Linked DNA regions of Mus musculus: region 2 is linked to region 1. Evidence: chromatin contacts called from public HiChIP or PLAC-seq data. All regions are on one chromosome and are shown on one strand. Each heading gives the region's core, a stretch centred on a gene start, on an enhancer-like site or on the middle of the called end of the contact. The rest is flanking DNA. Distances are from core to core; before and after follow the strand shown. Region 1 overlaps Exoc6b (exocyst complex component 6B). Region 2 has its middle 9.6 kb from the start of Gm52864.

Evidence for each region. HiChIP or PLAC-seq counts read pairs in DNA pulled down with a chosen protein or histone mark.
Region 2: an H3K27ac HiChIP or PLAC-seq map of embryonic stem cells shows a contact between it and region 1, with 2.3 times the contacts expected there. The contact joins two enhancer-like sites. A contact is called at or near these places in 3 of 39 promoter capture datasets (the 3T3-L1 cell line, hippocampal neurons and liver), 3 of 15 datasets of contacts at CTCF or cohesin (embryonic stem cells, pro-B cells and stem cell-derived epiblast-like cells), 91 of 484 Hi-C or Micro-C datasets (the AML12 cell line, the AtT-20 cell line, the C10 cell line and 51 more) and 5 of 115 datasets of contacts at active chromatin or transcription factors (bone marrow-derived dendritic cells and embryonic stem cells).

Annotation. Positions count from the first base shown.
Region 1 is chr6:84,919,551-84,926,950 of GRCm38.p6, reverse strand. The region is part of intron 6 of Exoc6b (exocyst complex component 6B); the gene reads left to right. Among named protein-coding and RNA genes, the nearest start is that of Exoc6b, 150 kb to the left of the region's middle. Within about 2 kb of position 2,925, at least 99 of the 459 cell types and tissues checked have an H3K27ac peak or open chromatin away from gene starts, as enhancers often do. A contact at or near this core is called in differentiating embryonic stem cells, embryonic stem cells and stem cell-derived epiblast-like cells, where this site is marked.
Region 2 is chr6:85,101,080-85,108,479 of GRCm38.p6, reverse strand. No RefSeq gene overlaps it. Among named protein-coding and RNA genes, the nearest start is that of Gm52864, 9.6 kb to the left of the region's middle. Within about 2 kb of position 3,204, at least 8 of the 459 cell types and tissues checked have an H3K27ac peak or open chromatin away from gene starts, as enhancers often do. A contact at or near this core is called in differentiating embryonic stem cells, embryonic stem cells and stem cell-derived epiblast-like cells, where this site is marked.

The DNA.
Region 1 (7,400 bases), core at 1,676-4,175:
TTTAGCAAATTGTATCTTATATCTTGGGTATCCTAGGTTTGGACCACGTTGTTTTTAATGGGTGTTTTATCATAGCAATAGAAACCTAACTAGGACATTTATCTTTGTACTTTTTGAGCCATTTTCTCAATTTCTGACACCATTAAATACTCCAAGCATGACTGTTGGTTTACCTGTCCCAGCCTAGGAAACAGCCATTTTCTATCCTACATGGCAGTGGAGTCTATATAGTACTGAAAAATATTCAGAACCCAAGATCTGGCTGGCGGGAGTGCTCATTACTCCTTACTGCTTCTAGGCCCTCTCTCTGAGCAGAGTGAGGTTTGTCTCCCGTTAAACATTCATTTCCTAATGTTATTGTGATAGTATCAGATTTTTAAAAGATTACTGTTTACATTGTCATTCTTAATACTTATTTGTGCCTATGATGACTTTGAGCAGAGATGAGGTTAAATGTAGCAGGAAGAGATGGAAAACTAAAGAATTAAGACTTCTTTTAATTATTCGGGCCAGTGATTTCTGATTCCTGTCTCTGCCATCTTGCCATCCTGTTTGATTCTTTTCTTTGCTGAAAATGAAAATAATCACTATTGGTAGCCTAGAAAATAAGTTGAATTAATGCAGAATGTGAACATCTGAGGTACCTTTCTTTTGCTCTTGGATTAATCCCACTTATGGCCTTTAGAGGGCAGTACATGCATTGCAAATAAGGTTTTGTGGTTTTAGTTTTCAGATGAAGGTTTTTGTTTTTGTTTTTGTAATTGTTTTATCTAATTACAAATAAGGCGAAATGGGTTATGCGTTCTTAGATATATTCAATATAGGTTATAAGTATCAAGATTGCTATCTTCAGTGATGTTGGGTTAAGATAAAATATAGTTATGAAACTAAAATCCATTTAATAACTTTCCCTCAGTTTTTTTCTGAGAACCGAAGAGTAGAAATTTACTTGCTTGTGTATTTTCATGCTGACTGGTTGATTGAGAAGTATTGGGGAGTGAACTGAAGGCCTTGCAGGTGCCAGGCAAGAGCTCTAACACTACAGATATAGCCATAGCCCCTGGATGGTTTCTGTTAGAAGATATGAACTAGCTAGCCTTCCCGAGAGTCGTTTACTTGGGGTATGATACACTCCATACCTTACTGTCTTAGCCTGGATGCTACAGAAGTGCTTTTCTTACTCAGCAAACAAAAGGAGAACAACATTTCTTCTTATCCTGGATGTTCTCTGACCTTAAAATGCAAGAAAGGGAGGTTGTTTGACGCACATTGTTTTTGACATGTGTTGTTATGATACATTCATTTTAGCAAAAATTTATAAAATGCTTTTTCTTTAGATTAAGAGGACAGTTAAGCAAGTAAGAATGGGCAGAGATGTGTCTGGAAGTTGTGACATCTCCAGAGTGTTTAGTGCTCCTTTGTGTAAATTGGGGAGTCTTAACTGTAACCTTTACAAGTAGTGCTTTACTTTCAGATTTTATGGGATTCATTGGTGAATAAAAGATGCTTGAATTTTATGTTTATTATTGAATAATTAAGTAAGAGAGCTTTCTGTTTTAATGGTCTGTCTCAGAAATGAGAGGGGTACGTGAATTAACAATTGATTCTGAATAATTTATGCAAAGGTGGCCTTTGTAGGAAATGTATTAACTAGGGATGCCTACCCAGGATTGTTTTAAAGTATTTCTTTCACTTTTTGGTACACACCTGTAGTCCTGGCACTTGGGAAGCTGAGGCTGAAGGAACAACTTGATCCTGGTACTTTGAAATCAAGCTAGACAACACAGTAAAATCTATCATATCTATTCTCAACACACAGGCACACAGGCACACAGGCACACACACACACACACACACACACACACACACACACACACACACACATACTCTACACCCTAGATCTCCCCCAATGCACATTCCAGAATTCAGTAATTTTAATGTAGGATGGCAGTCGATCTTTATATGCTAATTTATTTTTCTCTAATGTGGTGAAAGTAACAAAAGTATCTCCATAACAGATAGGCTTAGACTTAAGTCAAATAATGCAGTTTACTCTGCCAGGCGCATGGAGCCCAGGCATAGTTGTCTTCATTGTCATCGCGGTGGAATTCTGTTTTTGCAGTGTTCTGAAGGACTCTGAAGGATTCAATGATTTCCCTAATTTTAAGAGAGAGGAAAAACATTTTTGTAAGTGTCTTTGAGGATTTGAAACCAGAGTTTAGTCACAGTTTGTTATGTTTTTGTTCGTTTGTTTGTTTGTTTTGTTTTTAGTGGTGTTGAGACTATGAATAACACCAGCTTTCGGGAGAACCTCCAGGCTCTCTGGGATTTATTTTATTGTCACCAACTTCGGATTTTGTGTTACCCTTCTTCCTAAGATGGTTAAAGCCAGTAAATCATTTGAGGAGTCTCAGAAGATCATTGTGACAGCAGTTTTCATCAGCGTCAAGTGACCAGGGACTAATCAATAAAAGTTTTTTTTCCCCCTTGGCACGGTTAGTAATCATTTAGAAATGATTTTGATGGGATATATAAGTGAAAAGCATTCAAACAGATTAGGCCTGATACTAAATGAGAGAGAGTGAGTGTTGAAAATGTGGCATGTGGGGAGACCTTGAAAAGTTGTTAACTTGAGGAAGGGAAATATCAATATCTCTGTGGTCTTTTAGGAACAAAAAACATCTTTTGCTGAGAGCCTAGAGTTTGAGCCAAAATATAAAGTGACCTTGGAGGCTGGCTGGCTCACCTTCCAGTTTCCTAGGGAGAGTCAGTCACTGCCTCTGCCTGATCATGGCCAGCAGAGCATTTAGCAGTGGGAAGTAAGGAAATGATGGCCAGAGCGAGGAATGACTGTTGTTTCTCAGCAGCAGATAGGCACACAGCTCCTGGTGAAATGATTCAGCAGTTTAGAGCTGAGAGCTGAGAGACCTTGGTTAACACGCGGGGAGTCGGGGCCCAGGAGGGGCCGCTCTGATGGAATCCTTCTGGGGCCACTCTATTCCCTTTGCTCTGAATCACAAATGGCTGCTCTTGCCAGTGCTCACTCTGAATCCTACCCTCAGAGGTCCTGTGCTATTTGGAAGGTTTTAGACAGCAGCTGGTTGAAAATGTAGGCGCCTCGGTGTGGGAAGCGGAGAGGGCAGCGGTTGCTTCATCTGCCGCATCAGTATGAAAGGCACCTCCGTCGGTTAAAGCTGCTGAGGTTATTCGTTTCCACTTTCATTCCTGGACAAAAACAGGCCTCTTGTCTGGATCTTTTCTTTTTAATGATTTCCATGAAAAGGCTTTTATCCAGGCTCTGACATGACTGTCAGAATACACATTTCAATGTGAGAGTGCTTAAAAGGCTATTGATATTCCCCCGTGGAAAAGAAAAGTACTTAAAAAAAATCCATCTATCCTTATACAAGTTAACCCTATCACCTCCTTTCTTTTCTCTCCTCCCCTCTCTTCCTTCTCCCCCACCTTCTTCCTCATTCCCTTTCTTTTCTCATTCTCTTTCAGGTTAAAGCCACAGTCTTAGTCTGAGCCGTGCATGTCCCCCATCTCCCATGAGCTGTCACTTTGATACATTGATGGCTCTGATGAGTTTAGAATCGAGGATACTGAGTAAGGAGGAGATAAGCTTACTTTTACCTGATGTTACTGTTGAGCTTCCGCAAACAGGCTGTTGCTTTGGAATCTTAGGTTCATTTCTCTTTCCTCTGGGTGTATCTTGGCTATGTGAGCAGAGTAAATGGTCGGTATCTTAGAAATGCTAGAGACAACAGGAGTGGCATGAAGCCTTCATGAACTGAAGCAGTTTGCCATGAGCTTATGAGGTGTTAGTGGGGACTCAGGTTCAAGTTAGATTGCTATGCTATGTAATCAAAAGGGTTCTGAAGCAAGGAAGGAATTTGATAAGGTTTTGATTAATTTATAGGTGTGTGAACATGGCTTGTCAGCTTAGTAGATTTGCTATTGTGGTGGGAAAAGGTTGTATCTGCTAACTCCTCTCTCTTCATTGCTTTCTTGTTCCCTTAAGTGTGATGGTTTTACTCAAGGGGAAGAGCACAAGCAGTGACATCCGTGGCAGCAATGGAAGGAAGCTTTCAGGATGAGTGACACTGTTGGCCTTTGTTTCTCCACTGTGGTGGTGATGCTCCTGTCACTCCCCACCCTCCCCATTTACCTCCAGCTTTCAGCAGAATCTCGGAGTGATGGAGGTCATCAGAACAGCTTTCTCAGATTCCTTTTGTTTTTCTCAGCCTCCCTCCCTGTACTCACTCTCCCTTTCCTATTTCAGAGGAAGAAATATGTGGCTTGCTTAATGTAATTAATAGCTATAAACTTTAAAAACACTACTCTTGTTCTAGAATTTTCTAAAAATTTAGTTCCCTTAGTTTTATTCTTCTTGATTGGCCTTTAGACTTCTTCCTCAGGCCACACATAGTCTTATACTTTAAAATAAAAACAATAGAAATTATTAGCTTGGATATATTTTCTTATATGAAATTTTACCTTCATTAAAAAATTAGTTTTGGAGTTCTTTAGTTCTTTACTATTAGTACCTTTTGTTAGTACAGGTGGTCCCACCAGCCTGCTTTCAGGGACCTAGCAACTGCTTACATCATCATCTGCACAGTTTCCATATGTGCTCTCTGTTCTCTAGTCATACTTTCTCCTGACTTCCCCCATCTCCTGTGTGTGTGTGTGTGTGTGTGTGTGTGTGTGTGCGCACACGTGTGCATCTCAAATCTCAGTCTTCAGGTATGGTGAGCATATGCTGGCCTGTTGAGTTACATGCAGCCCTTACTTAGTGTAGTGTCTTACATTAGTGAGGCATAGTAGTTATAACTGGTAGTTATCACCAACTTAAGTTGATAATTTCTGTTAGAATGTACCTTGTCCAGTATTGGGGGTGTGGATCTGCTCAGTGCCATATGTCCATCATTGTAGCACTGTGAAGAATAGTTCACTTACTGAAATCTCGTGTTCTTTACTTGGGCATACTCATAACCTCTAATAACCAGTGTATTTGGCCTCTGTTGCTTTGCTTCTTCCAGATTGTCATATAGTGTGAAGCCCTTCACAGTTGCCCCGACTCAACAGTGTGCGTGTATGACTCCTCTGTGGCCCCCACTCAGCAGTGTGCGTGTATGACTCCTCTGTATTTGTTCTTGTTTGTTTGTCTTTATTTTGAAGAATAGTTTATTTCATGAATGTTCTGTAGTTTGTCATTTTGGTTGCTTCAGAGTTTTGGCAGAAAATATTAGAGGGACTGTAGACATTTGTGCACAGGAGTTTTGTATGTATTCATATTTCCAAATCATTTTAGTAAAAGCTTAATAGCTGTGTCTTAGGGTTTCATTGCTGTGAAGAGACACTATGACCATGACAATTCTTTATAAAGGAAAACAGTTTAATTGAGGCATACAGTTTTAATGGTGTATTCCATTATCATGGCAGGAAACATGTTAGCATTCAGATAGTTATGGTGCTGGAGAAGGAGTTGAGAGTTCTACATCTTGATCTGCAAGCAGCATAGTCTCACTCTGGGCATAGCCTGAGCATCTATGACCTCAAATCTTACCTCCAGTGACACACTTCCTCCAACAAGGCCACACCTACACCAACAAGGCTACACCTTCTAATAGTGCCCCTCACTAGGGCCACACATTCGAACATATGAGTCTGTGGGGGCCTTACCCACTCAAACCACTACAGCACAATTGTTGAGTACACTTGGGCCATATTTAACTTTGTACAAGCCCGCCAGCCTTCTCACAGGTGGCTATATTGAGTCATACGCATACCTACAGTGTGCCAGCTCCTTGTACGACATCAGCAGCAGCATTTTCCTGTCATCACTGGCTTTTTGGATTTCAGTCATAAAGGTTTGGAATACCTCCTTTCTGTTTTAACTAGTGATTCCATTATGACTCATGGTTCTGCCTTCTTTTCTTCAGTTGCCATTTATCTTCTCTTATGTGATGTTTGTTCAGGTCTTTTGTCCGTTTTGTAAGGGTACTGTTCCTTTGTACTGTTTTGTTCTACACCCAGGGTGTGGGTTGTCTTTTAATTCTCTCAACAGTGTCTTTTAAAGAAAAGATTTCATTGATTTTAATAAATTCCAATCTAGCACTTTTTTCTTTTTCTCTTAACCTTTTTTTTTCATGCTTTTTGTGGTAGTCCTAAAAATGTTACTGAATCAAGGCTACCCAGATTTTCTATATTATCTTTTAAAATTTGGTTTCATATATAGGCTTGGAATCCATTTAAGTTGATCATTTTTGTGAATGACATTAAATTTGCATATTGATACATTTTATTGTGTAGCTGTCTATTAATACTATTGAAATCATTCTACTTTTTCTATTGAACTATCTTAATTTTCCTTTCAAAGATTAGCTGATTATATGTATAGAGTCTGATTATAGATTCCTGTCTGTCTTTCTGTCTGTTGATGACCCCCCATCCCATATTGACTTGATTACTATAGCTTTAGTGTAAGCCCTAGAGCTGAGCATCCTTCTCTCCTCACTCCTGTCTCTTACCCCTTCTGTATTTCATTGACTATTACATGCCATTTTTTCTTTTCATGGAAGCGTTGAGATCAACTTGTCATTGTTCACTGAATAAACTTAAAATATATCTCCATTTACATATATTTTTCTTGATATCTTTCATGGGAGTTTTTATGTTTTTGTCTTTTTTCTTTTTTGTGATTGGATATTTTCTTTATTTACATTTCAAATGTTTTCCCTTTTTCAAGTCTCCCATTTGGAAACCCCTATCCCATCCCCACTCCCCCTGCCTCTAGGAGGGTGCTAGGGCATCAGGCACCCTCAGGCCCAAGGGCCTCTCCTTCATGGAAGGCTTTTTTCTTTTTTAAGATTTATTTATTTTATATATGTGAGTACACTGTAGCTGTCTTCAGACACACCAGAAGAGGGCATCAGATCCCATTACATACGGTTGTGAGCCACCACATGGTTGCTGGGAATTGAACTCAGGACCTCTGGAAGAGCAGTCAGTGCTTTTAACTGCTGAGGCATCTCTCCAGGCTCTCATGGGAGTTTTGTATCATTGATCTTATACCTCTCTTTTAGATTTGTAACTAATTTGTAATTAATTAATTAATTGTGTCATGTTTATGTGTATCATGTGCTTACATTTGTGTGTGCATAAGTGTGCACATGGGTATAGAGGAGAGAGGTTGATGTTTAGTGTTCTTCTTGATTGCTCCTCACTTTATTTATTGAGACAGTGCCTTTTGCTGACATTAGAGCTTGCTGATTATACCAGCTTGCTGCAGCAAGCCTCCCCACCTCCCAGTCCTGGAAATTACAGGCTGATTTTCATGTAGGACTTTTATGTAGGTGTTGGGGATTCAAACTCTGGTTCTCATGTTCCTATGC
Region 2 (7,400 bases), core at 1,955-4,454, 180 kb before region 1:
TCCTGAGATCTTAGGTGTGTCAGAGCTGGGTGTAAAGCTGTCTCTGGGGCCCTGAGATCCTGGTGTGTCCAAGCTCCTGGGATCCTGTTATCTTTTGGACCTGGGTGTATTAGAGCACCTGGGAGTGGAGCTTCCTCTGAGTATTGTGGGACTGGCTGCAGAGTTTGTGTCCAAGGTCTGCTCAGGGCACGAGCCCAGACAGGAAGGAACCCGTGCCACTTGTCAGGTGGAGTTCCTGGTCTCACTGGTCCCAGTTTCTTCTGGTGTTGGGGTAAGTGTTGTGTCCTCCTCACTTCTGATCCTATGATCCTGGGAGTGTTAGAGTGCCTGGGAGTGGATCTTCCTCTGGATGTTGTGGGACTGGCTATGGAGTTCATGCCCAAGGTCTGTTCAGGACACTGGCCCAGACTGGAAGGGGGTTGGTGTTTTTTTTATATAACATTTAACTAGACTCAGGATACCAAAGACATTTCCTGAGATTTTCTGAAAGGTGAGTGAGTGGCTACCAGAGAGAACCCCATGCAACTGGACAGCACAATGCATTGTTTTCTGGAAGAGAATTAGGTGTTTCTGTGTGTGTGTGCATGTATTGTGTGTGTGGTTTATGGAATATATATATATATATATACATGTACATTTATTTATAAATGCACCCACATATAAATGCACACATACACATATATATGTATACATATATGTGGAGATCAGAAGTTAAAGTCAGGTATCTTCCTTTCACATTTTTTGACATAGAGTCTCTCAGTGAACCTAAAGCTCACCAATTCAGCTACACTGGCTGAACAGAGTTCTTCCTGTCTTTACCTCCTCAGCACTGGAATTACAGACTTGTGCCACTGCACCCAGCTTTTTACAAGACTGTTAGAGACCTGAACTCAGGTCTTAATGTTTGAGCGACAAGCGTTTTACCACCTGAGCCCTTTCTTGTGCTACTAAGACTGATATGAGACTCAAAAGTGACCAAGGACAAAGTTAGAAAGGAAATACCTCTTTGCTTGCTGGAGCATCAGACACAGAAAACAAACTAGGCCTGATAAGGATAAAAAACTGGGATAGGTGAGCAAACCATGATGGAGAAAGAGCCAGAAACAGGGAACCCAGAGAGGAAAGCAAGATCCTGAGGCACAGGAAGACAGACTTTTATGATGGAAGAAGCCACACACATGTAGGTGTTCACATGTACACCTACACACATGCACATGCACACAAACACAGATGGCTTTTGCTCATGCAGCCACCATTAGCCTTGTTGGAAATAATCCCTTTTATTTGGAAAGCTGGGGCCTCAGCTGTACAGGCAGCCTGTCTCTCTCTGTGTCTCTCTGTCTCTGTGTGTGTCCCTGCTTCCCTCTCTCTCCCTCCTTCCCTCCCCCTTTCTCTCTGTAACCCTGTAGCGTGTAATAATTTAAAACAATCCAGGCTATTGCAGGATACACCCCTACAATGCTGTCTCCCCTCCCTCACTGGGAGCCACAAGCCATGGTCTTCCCAGGTTTGCTGCTGCCAAATTGCTCGTATCTTCCCAGGCCATCTGCGTCCTGCTAACTCCGTAAAATGAAAACTCCAGAGGCTTATAATTTACCAGCCAGATTTATAATAGTAAATCCTTAACTCCCAAAATGCCCACACAAAGAACTCAAAACTCAATTGATATTGATATAAGCTGCACATCTAGAATAGTTCAAATGTGCCCTACTCTATTGCTCTTCTATGATATCCATAGCTACCTATGGCTATTTCAGGCCAGGTGGATCCAGTTTATCATCATCTATATGTTGCATCTTATCTCTGTCTCTCTCCTCTGTCTATCCCCTCTATAAAACTTTTCGGTTCTGCCTTCTTTTTCCACTGCCCAATCAGAGTCTCCAGCCTTATCTGACTAAGATTTCATTGACCTCACCTGCTTACATTCAGCAATCTACATTTCCTTCTTTTTGTCCAATTAAAAGGCTTTTTCTCTCAGATATAAATTGAGAACAACTATTACCATTCTTTAATTTATTAAGTATAAGATACACCCAACACCTGTCCATTTTTGTCAATTAAATAAAGCACTCTGCCATCTATCCTAACTTAAAAAGGCTTATAATTCTACACCTGTTAGGTCCTTGTTTGTCTTGTATACTATCTGAAAACCATCTTCTCACATAATATATATTCTCTTAATTCTGAATAGCTTAGGTTGGTTAAAAGTATGGTAAGTCTTCAATCCTGCCAGAATTCCAAGAGCAACATAAAATTTACCTGAAAATATAGGAACACAGCTTCCAATACTGAAACAAATTGTAGAGATGCCTGCCTACCTACACAGTCCCCTGTTTCTCAACACGTTGGAGCATAAGTCTATGGCTGTTTGGCCCAGGAACAGCTTACAGACTTTTGTAATGCAGAATTATGAAGGATTGATTACTCTGTCTTGGCAGAGATAATCAACTATTCCGAAGTGTGTCCTTTTTCTGGACAGTAATTGTACAACCTCACCTGGATGTAAGATGGTCAATTTCTTTTTTGAATTCAAGAATGAGGTGTTGTCAGTGCTGACACAACTGGTGGTTATCATGTAGAAGAATATGAATTGATCCATTCTTATCTCCTTGTACAAAGCTCAAGTCTAAGTGGATCAAGGAACTCCACATAAAACCAGGAACACTAAAACTTATAGAGGAGAAAGTGGGGGAAAGCCTCTGTTTATTACAGAATATACAGCCTTGGCCGGTCGATGTCATGCCAGCCCCATGCTTCAAAACCCCCACAGCCTTTGTGGTGCACATCTGGCAAACCCATGCTTTGGCACCATACCTTTCTCTCTTGAACCCAGTCGAAATGCTGTGTGAAGGAAAATGCCACACAAACTTAGTTCAGAAACAATGGTAACTCAATCTCTGGGCATAACAACTAAAATCCGAATCTTGTAAGCCATATAAAATCTAAATCCTCTGGCGGTGAATCCACCAGGATTTGCCATATAAGCCAGGAGACACTAGTAGCTACATCTTACCCTCTCGCTTTCCTGGTCCAAAAAGACCCTAACTCTCTCCTGCTTCTCTTAGTTCAACCCGGAAGTACCGCCTACTTGCCCAGTGATTGGTCCCTTTATTCATTGGGGGAAGGTTCACAAGAAGTCACCTGAGTACATGACTCATTCCTCATTCCAGACAGCTCCATCAAGGAAAGCAGAATTAGCATCAAAATCCAGGCATCACCAGGGCCATCCACAACAGGCTCCTGTAGCTCGGGCTGTCCTGGAACTCACTGTGTAGTCAAGGATGGTCCTGAACTCCCGATCTTCCTGCCTGCTCTTCTCAGAGTCTGAGAGGACAGGCATGCTCTACGATACCCAACAATTACTAAAGCGTGGAATCCTTTTCAGGGCCGGGAAGGTAACTCAGATGTCAAGTGCTTGCTGCACAACCTTAAGGACCAGAGTTTGATCCCAAGAACACACACATTAAAAGCTGGGTGTGGCGGGTTGTGCTTGTAATCCTAACTCTAGGGAGGAAAGGACAGGTGATCTCTGGGGCTCACTAGCTAGGAAGCCTAGCATGAGGTCTCAGTGAGAGATTCTGTCTCAGAAATCCCAGGTGAGTGGTAACCAGGGATTCACAACCTAGAGGTTGCCTTTGCCCTCCACACGCATGCATGCACACATAGAAACAAGCACACACCAGTGTCTGCATTTGCCTTTAGCTTTGTGTACTTTAGGCTGTTGGGGGGTGCTGATAGTTATTACTCCCCTCTGCCATCCCCAAATCTCAGATCACATGTGGAGCCCTGGTTAGAAATGAGCTGCCACTGCTACCCATTCTCTGGTGTGTCAGACTTTCATCTTTTTGGAGAAATCCCTTCTTCCTGCTCTGCTGCCAAGACCTGGCCTGGGGTCCCCAGAGTTGTAGGGGATGTGGATCTCATTGCCCTTCAGGGTTCAGGAGGCCCAGATTAGATGTGAGCGCTCAGTCTGTGCTCTGGCCAGTTCAAACCTCTGGGACAGGAACTAGAAAGCAGAAGTCTCTCTGGTTTCCTTCCTGCCATATGAGAGCAAGGACTTAGTGGGTCTGTACCCCCTAACCCAGAGCCGTCTTAGGCCACATCACTCTGGAAGTTAGGGGTAGAAATTTTGCAGAGTACGGGTTCTAATAGTCAACTGCCCTCTTGCCCTCAGACTTAGTGCCTGAAATGGAAGCTAGTCTGACCAAAACTGTTCAGGGGTAGCTAGTAGTGGGTCACAGATTTCATGTCCAAGAGACCAGGTTGCCACTGCCACCCATGGACCACTGGCCTGTCCTCTCCAAGAGCCATGTGTATCACAAGGCCAGCTTCAATATAAGAAAGAGTGACCCAAAGACCCCATTCTGGCCTTCTAATCAAATACTGGAGCCCAAGGAAAGCAAATTGCTCTGCACTTGAGGGCCATGGTCTGGTGGGAGACAGTTGTTGCACAGGGAGCTTAGCAAAACCCACTGCATTGGAGAGCTGCAGAGCTGCATTGGAGAGCTGCGAGCTGCTGCAGGAGAGCTGCAGAGCAATGGGTTCTGTGGCTTCTCCCTGGACAGTGTGAACCTGGCCCCTGGGAAAAGAATGCGTGTCCTGGTTCCCTGAATATTAAACATGGAATTTCAGGAACATGACCGCAGCTTCAGATTACGGATCCAGAGCCCAATGGTAGGTAAGTGAGAGAGCTCCTTAGGTTAGACAAAGGCAGATCAGGTTCTCTGGAGAATCTAGGCTAGACCCCACACACTCATCCTAAGCTTGGATCTAACTTCTCTTAAGAAGTGGAAGGACATCCAAGACAAAGGGAGGGGGTTCAACAATGGTACACACTAGAAGAGGGGTTGATATTTTTTCCTTAAGCCCAGGCTCTGCACCCTCAGAGCAAAACTGTGGTGGAGGCCAAAGGGTCAAGTCAGAGAATCACCATGCTGAGTGGAGTGTGGGGGTTGCAGCAAGGAGCCCAGCTGGTGTGCCTGGTACACCTTCAGTGCCTAGTGGTTCATGGCCTCGAGAAACACCAGCTGGGGCCCTCCATAGTGTGAGCAGCTGCAGGAAAGCCACACATGAAGGCCTCCTAGGCTGCACAGGGCTGGGGCTTGAGGGATGTGGGAGTTGAGCGCTGTGGACCTGAGCAGTTCCGAGGAGGTTATCACAAGCAGAGGATGGGAGCCTGTGTCCCCGTTGCCAGGAATCTCGCCAGTGCCAACATCCTTGGCCACTGTCTTAGGGTTTCTATTCCTGCACAAATACTTATGACCAAGAAGCAGTTGGGGAGGAAAGGGTTTATTCAGCTTACACTTCTACATTGCTGTTCATCACCAAGGAAGTCAGGACTGGAACTCAAGCAAATCAAAAATCAGGAGCTGATGCAGAGGCCGTGGAGGGATGTTTCTTACTGGCTTGCTTCCCCTGGCTTGCTCAGGCTGCTCTCTTATAGAACCAAGACTATCAGCCCAGAGATGGCACCACCCACAAGGGGACCTCCCCCCCTTGATCACTAATTGAGAAAATGCCTTACAGTTGGATCTCATGGAGGCATTTCCCCAACTGAAGCTCCTTTCTCTGTGATAACCCCAGCTTGTGTCAAGTTGACACAAAACTAGCCAGTACAGCCACCAAGGACTCAATGGTGAAGCCCTGCTTAGCTGTGCGCTGGAACATGGTCAGGGCCACCAAAGCAGAGTGAGGTAGGAAGGGTTCTGGGAAATAATAGGTGCCCAGGCGCTACTGTTTGGGGTGTGCAACAAGCCAGGCACATGCTGTTCATCACGCCTGCAAACCTCCCCTCCCCTCACCGGCCAACTTTCTGGCGCTCGAACCTTAGGGAGGAGGCCAACTCTCTGGCGCTCGCACCTTGGGGATGAGTCAGGCACAGGGCATCCACGGGCTTGTAAGAGCCCTAACACGGAGTTGGGCCACTGTACACCACCTGGAGAGAGGTCCTTGAGGGCTGCTTCTGTGGTCTTCCTGACTACCGTGCTTACAAGAGCCCTAACACCGAGTTGGGCCACTGTACACCACCTGGAGAGAGGTCCTCGAGGGCCGCTTCTGTGGTCTTCCTGACTACCATGCTTACAAGTCACGTCAGGACCGACCCCTACCGGTGATCCTCCTACTTCTGCAGGTCCATGCCTGGGCAGCAGCTCAGGATGGTGAAGTGCCCCGCGCTTGCCCATTGGCCGCTGCTTACCTGCCCCAGGTGTGGGGCGGGACTGGGCTGGGCTGGGCTGGGCGGGGCAATGGGTGGCAGGAGGCGATTAGCCTGGAGTTTGCTGTGTTGGTCTCCCACCCAGGAAGTGAGCTTGGGACCACCACATTTTCCAAAGAATGAAGTCAGTTAAGACAGAAGGCCTTGAGCATCTTAGGAGCTTTTTCAGTCCCTCCTTTTGACAATCTTATTCTCCTTTAAGACTAAAGAGATCCTGACCCTGAAAGTTCTGGCCCTCAGCCCTTTCCCTGTCAGATCTTTTAGCAGTGACAATACTTAGTTTTCTTGGTCACCACAACTCTTGGCACACTGGGTCAGGGGAAAGTACACCTGTACTCCCTGGCTCTGTGGGAAGCAAGGCAGCATGGTGTGTCAATCAGATGGGTTGGGAAGTTTCTCAGCAACTTTGGCCAGACTTTTCCCAGTCACATTGGCCTCTCCTGCCCAGAATGGGAAAGGCTTTCAATAAGCAAACCGGCTTTCTTCACCACTGACCTCTAGGAGCCCACCTGGTTGCTAGAGCTCATGACAGTCCTCTTGAGTGGGAGGTGGGAGAAGAGGGCTTTTAAGGTCATATCTAGTCTTACCCCACCCTGTTTGTAACTGCAACTGGCTTGCTAAATAAGACCCCTCCAAAAGCCTTAAACACACACACACACACACACACACACACACACACACACACACACACCCCACACCAGTTATCTGACTTTCCTAAAGAAAATAGAGTTGTGTTCACTGCAGATAATTTTCTTCCTTGGATTTTCAGTTTTCTTTTCTTTCATTAAAAGACAGAAAAAGAAAATACTGGCCTTGATTCTTATATCAATTGCTAAGTTCCCAGTTTGATATAGACTCAACCTCAGCCTTCAGAATAAATTAAGCATTTTCTGCCTTAGGGGCACTTGAAGGCCTCATTCTCAACCTGGGAACTCATTTTGGGGCAGGTAGAACAGGCTGACTAGAGAGCAGTCTCTGGGGGAGAGAAGTCTACCTCCTGAACATGTTCCCTGCAAGAAACAGAAAGCAAAGGAAATTATTTCCCATAGAACAATCTCTGATGTTTACCCAGGGTTGGGGACAAGGCAGGGGGCCACTGTTCCACATACAACTTTAGGGAACTTTTGCCACTAAGTCCTCCCCTCTGAGCAAGACCTAGTGAAAAGCCAGCCCTTCCTGCCTGGGT